Regions from separate parts of the Mus musculus genome. Here region 1 is linked to region 2. Evidence: chromatin contacts called from public HiChIP or PLAC-seq data. All regions are on one chromosome and are shown on one strand. Each heading gives the region's core, a stretch centred on a gene start, on an enhancer-like site or on the middle of the called end of the contact. The rest is flanking DNA. Distances are from core to core; before and after follow the strand shown. Region 1 holds the start of B130055M24Rik (a long non-coding RNA gene). Region 2 holds the start of Ppp4c (protein phosphatase 4, catalytic subunit).

Evidence for each region. HiChIP or PLAC-seq counts read pairs in DNA pulled down with a chosen protein or histone mark.
Region 1: a contact with region 2 is called in an H3K27ac HiChIP or PLAC-seq map of thymic regulatory T cells, with 5 times the contacts expected there. The contact joins the promoter of B130055M24Rik here to the promoter of Ppp4c in region 2. A contact is called at or near these places in 2 of 39 promoter capture datasets (the C10 cell line and pre-B cells), 4 of 115 datasets of contacts at active chromatin or transcription factors (bone marrow-derived macrophages, microglia, pancreatic cancer cells and 1 more) and 2 of 9 other capture datasets (adipose tissue and macrophages).

The regions. Positions count from the first base shown.
Region 1 is chr7:127,447,023-127,449,722 of GRCm38.p6, reverse strand. It overlaps B130055M24Rik (a long non-coding RNA gene), which reads right to left and starts at 1,333. Exons shown (of 2, transcript XR_869949.3): 1 at 152-1,333. Zfp689 (zinc finger protein 689) reads left to right here and starts at 565. Exons shown (of 3, transcript NM_175163.3): 1 at 565-1,069; 2 at 1,247-1,360. The coding sequence starts at 865.
Region 2 is chr7:126,791,118-126,793,817 of GRCm38.p6, reverse strand. Ppp4c (protein phosphatase 4, catalytic subunit) reads left to right here and starts at 1,271. Exons shown (of 9, transcript NM_019674.4): 1 at 1,271-1,395; 2 at 1,595-1,757. The coding sequence starts at 1,660.

The DNA.
Region 1 (2,700 bases), core at 84-2,583, 660 kb before region 2:
CCTAAATGTGCATTCCACTGTACAAAGAAAGGGTAAGCCCAAAGCTATTGGTCTCACCTCTAAACAAGCGAACTTCCTTGGTACTCAGGTAGGCCATTCACTTCTATAGACTACTTAGGAGCTGCCCAAGGTACAAGACCAGTCAACTTACCATTCTAGTCATTCAATTTTACCAGACGCGCCTTTTGTGCACCAGATCCTTACCACCGCTCCCTTCTCATCTAGTACTTTTCAGAATTCCTGGCTGTGACACCTTTATGATCGTAGGATGTAGCTGTTCAAAAATCCATGTTGTCACTGTGTGACTTTCCCTTTGGAAGACCTGTAGAAACGTCTTCTCCAAGTAGGGCAAACAAGCGTTGGAGAACACAAGAAAAGCCTCCCATTCATAAGACTTCTCACAACCGGCTTAGAGACACAGGATCCACCTTCTTGCCCTTAAGAATCCGTTGGCTTCATTCAAATGGGCCGCCTTCATTGATGACCAATCAGAACGCCCGATCTTCAGCTACCAACCAATAAACGAATGCAATAGATAGGAGGAAAGTAGGCAAGAAGCCATCTCGCAGCGCCATTACACTTTAGGGCAAGGAGGTTAAGAAGTCGGCATGGCGTTCGGGTCAATAAAATCGATAGCTGGAACCTGCCTGTGTTCTAGGCAGCGGTGGTGCAGGAGCAGCGCCGCCATCTTCCCCGAAGGCATCTTCCGGTGCCTCTCACCCAAGTTCCAGCGGGAGTTCCCTGAATAACGGTCTGTGTCGGGCCGCCCGGCCCCTCAGGCAGCCGATTCAGATTTCCTCCGGGCCTTCCCGACGGAGCTTCTAGGTCTCCGGGTCCCCGTGGCAAGGCCGGGGAGCAGGTCCGATGGCGCCACCTTCGGCTCCGCTTCTCCTGCGGGCAGTCGGAGAGGCTGGACCTACTCGGAAAAGGGGCAGGAGGCCAAGGGCCTTGAAGTTCGTGGACGTGGCCGTGTACTTCTCCTCGGAGGAGTGGGGGTGTCTGCAGCCCGCTCAGAGGACTCTGTACCGGGATGTGATGCGCGAGACCTACGGCCTCCTGGGCGCGCTCGGTGAGGCCCGGCCCAATCTGCTTACGCGGGGCCTAAGGGATGATGGAGCTTGAGGGCGGGGTAGAGTGGGGGCAGGGAGCCTAGGGTCCTGACCTGCGATCGGCTTGTTAGGGGTTGGCGTTTATTTTTTAGCATCCTTTCTTCGGGCCAGCTCTCTGACTGGTTCTCCTTCCCCAGGATGCGCAGGTCCCAAACCAGCTCTCATCTCCTGGTTGGAACGAAATACCGATGACTGGGAACCAGCAGCCCTAGATCCGCAGGAGTACCGGAGATGGGTAACATTCCAGAGAAGTGAGTGAAAAATACCCACGAAAACCATACTGCCTTCCTGAGTAATGCCCTAAACTGTCGACCCAATCTAAATTTGTCGTCTGATGAGAGTTAACCAGGTTGCTTGTACTGTGGGCATACGAACTACAAACGGTACTTCATTGACATAAGTGAATTACTGAGCTTTGAAAAAGATAACTACTGCTTTCCAGGATCCGGGACTTAGCTTCCATTGAACTTCTCCAATTCCCATCGGTCCTGGGAAGACTAGAAAGAGTCCTTAACCACTGAGACATCTCTCTCTAGCCCCTGGTTCACTCTTGACTTTAAAAAAGAAAAAGCCCCATTGATTGGAATGTTCATCTAGGCTTGTGAACTACTGGATGAAATACAGTCCAAGGTTTTTTTGTTTTTTTTTTTTACAACTCTCTCAAAGTGCTCCTAGACCAACAGCTGCATATTTGGGAGTTGTCTTGGTCAGAGGTTTCTATGCTGTGATAAACACCATGAACAAAAGTGGCTTGGGGAGAAGAGGGTTTATTTCATTGATATTTTCATGTAAACATCCATCATCAAAGCAGGGCAGGGCAGGAACATCAAGGCAGGAACTGAAGCAGAAAGCCACAAGGAAGGCTGCCTCCTGCTTGCTCTCCTACTTTCTTACACACTCAGGAACATCTGCCTAGGGATAGCACCACCCACAGTGGGCTGGGCCCTCCCATGTCAACCTTAATCAATCACTAATTAAGAAAATGTACCACGCTGGGCATGGTGGCACACACCTTTAATCCCAGCACTCAGGAGGCAGAGGCAGGTGGATTTCTGAGTTCAAGGCCAGCCTGGTCTACAAAGTGAGTTCCAGGACAGCCAGGGCTATACAGAGAAACCCTGTCTCGAAAAACCAAAAAAAAAAAGAAAAGGATGTACCACAGGCCAATCTGGTGAGGACATTTTTCTCCGTTGAGGTTCCCTCTTCCCAAATCACTCTAGCTTGGATCAGGTTGGCATAAAACAAGTCAGCACAATTGACCCCTTGTTAGCATGACACACAAACCCATCCCTTTTAACCATAACCTTTGTTTTTTGTTCATTCCAAGATCTCAATTCAAACACTCAATTCAGACTCTCCTTAAAATACCTAGTCTCTTTCAAAGTTTCTCTATCATATCCAAAACCTCTCTAAAATTAACTATGGGTTCCTATTAAAAAAAAGTTACATACTTGTTTATTCCAAGAAGTAATAACCAGTGCACAGTTACAGTAAAATCAAACCCAAAGTCTACGTGTGACGCTCAGTGCCAGCCTTCTGAGACTCTGCTCCTCTAGGCTCCAGAGGGCTTGGCAGTGGCACTCGTCTGACA
Region 2 (2,700 bases), core at 22-2,521:
TTAACCACTGAGCCATCTCCCCACCCTCTATAAGAAAATCTTAAGGCACATAAAAATTGTTCAAAATTGAGAGGGACAATAGAATACTGAAAAAGAGGGAGTATGGTGTGCAGAAGATCAATAACCTGCTCTGCCTACAGCAAAAGGCAAAGAGAAAGGAGGCAGACTGCATGCACTGCGAATTTGGGGAGCTCCAGGGGCTGGCTTAGTGTTTGTGTTGCTTTGAGTTTCAGCAAATGAAAGGTGAAAGCCAGACCTGAAAACCACTTTTTTCTGGATTAATTTTTGTTTTTTGCTTTTTGAGGCAGGGTTTCTCTGTATAGCCCTGGCTGTCCTGGAACTCACTTTGTAGACCAGGCTGGCCTCGAACTCCCAAATCTGCCTGCCTCTGCCTCCTGAGTGCTGGGATTAAAGGCGTGCACCACCAAGTACAGCTATGGATTCATATTTGAGCTTTGATTGAAACTCCAGACTTTCAGCATTCAACTGTGATCAAGCTAGCCTCCAAACCCATTGCCACCTTCAAGGAATATGTTCAGGCAATAAGAAGCATTGTTGGGTGTGGTTGATTAATATCTGGGCTGAGATTCGCTGTGAAATCTGGGCTATTCTAAGCTACAGTGCAACCCTGTCAAGAAAAAAAGTGAACTATTTTGGAAAAGCTTGGTGTCCAGAGAGTGGACACTTAAAAAATTTTTTTTCAATTAGATTTAAGCCTCCGTGTTTTCTCTCATCACCATATGGGTTCTGGGGATCCAAATCAGGTCAGTAGGTTTGGTGACAAGTTCTTTTATCAGATATGCTATCTTCGTGAGGTGACCGCCCCCCGCCAAGTGTTTGCTCTGTAGCTTTGACAGCCTAGTATCCACGATCAGCCTTAGCCTCCTGAGTTCTGGGATTACAAATAGGCCACTATGTCTGGCCCAGGTTCGGAGCTCCTCCATGGGACCGTGGCAAGAAATGTGGACCAGGATAGGCTCTTTCATTGAACAATTATTTATGCATATCTGCAATACTTGGCCTTATTCTAAACACCGGAGAGGCAATGATGAACAAGGCAGTTTTATCCGTGAGATCTGTAATAGAAGCAGCCCAGGGAATAATGTAATGTGAGATGAGAAGCCTACCGCGGCTCGCCTCACCAGGCATACACAAGTACACCAGGCGCACTGCTGTATTTGCCTCCAACCAACTTCGCCCGCCCACTTCCGGCTACTTCTCTTCTCCTTCCCGGTGCCTCAGCGAGGCGTGGCTCGTGTGCGTCACTTCCGGCGCGCGAGAGCACTGGTTTCCCTTTGCTTCCGCGGCGAGGCCGGAAGTAGAAGCGGCGGTGGCGGAGGCCCAAAGCGGAGGGAAGTGGGGAGTCGAAGAGACTCAGCCGGAGTCTCCGCGGCGGTAATTGTCCGAGGCCCCTCTAGGCCACCGTCCTTAGCGCGGGCCCGCGGGGTTCGACGGGAGTTGGCGGGGTGCGGCCAGGGCAGCGGGACGCGGAGGGTCCTGGGCCGCCGTGAGGGGAGGGGGGGGCGGTCCCAGAATCGAGTCCCCCCTCCCGCACGGACCCTCTGATTGGCGGGCTCGCCTTCCCTTTTCCCAGGAGACCCCTGTGCGGTCCGGAGGGGGCGGCGGCCCCGACTCTGACCCGCGCCGGGGGGGTGGGCCATGGCGGAGATCAGCGACCTGGACCGGCAGATCGAGCAGCTACGGCGCTGCGAGCTGATCAAAGAGAGCGAAGTCAAGGCCCTGTGCGCCAAGGCCAGGTGAGCCCGCGGAAGGGACTCCAGCCGGTCGCCCCGGGGGTCTCGGCCGGGCAAACTCCGCCGAGAACTTAGGGCTTGCCCAAGCCCGGAAACGTCGCCAGAGAGAGGTCCGGAGAGCCACTTCTCCCCAGGAACCACGGGGCGGCTGTGTATGGGTTTCTAGTGGAGTAAGAGCGAGTGGCAGGAAGTTCTAGGGAACTCAGGGAAAATGGCTTGCCCTGCTGGGGTGAAAGTTTCTTGGAGGGGCTGAGTTCTCGGACAGATTCTTAAAGAGTGAGGAGATGGTTCAAGGCAAGAAAACAAAACGTGATTTGCGAAAGCCTCTCAATCCCGTCAGTCCTTAAAAGAGAAAATGACTTTGTGTCTAGTTTAACAAACAAGGACTCCAATTGTTCAAAATTACCAGCAAGGAAGGAATGGAATCTGAAGCCAGATCTTGTGAATACGGATCCTTTTAGTTATGATTCTGGAAGACGGAGTTGAGCCACCTTCGTGTTCCATTACGATCCTAAGAAAAACAATAAATAGGTCACACTAGAAGAGTTTCAGACTAGCTCATTTTACTGAGTTGAGGTCTTTTCAAAAAAGGAAGAGTTTTTGAAAAAACTCACAGCTTCAACACAATTTTTTTTAAAGATTTATTTATTATTTTTATGTAAGTAAACTGTAGCTGTCCTCAGACACACCAGAAGAGGGCATCAGATATCATTACAGATGGTTGTGAGCCACCATGTGGTTGCTGGGATTTGAACTCAGAACCTTCAGAAGAGCAGTCGGTGCTGTTAACCATTGAGCTATCTCCAGCCCCTCTCAACAGCCCCTCCCAAGCCCTTGGGATGCCAAGAAAGGAGAATGAGGGGTTTAGGGTCATCCTAAGCTAGGTCAAGGCCACAACATGAGAGCTAAGCATGATATGGATATGGAGAGAGGCAGAGTTCTCTGG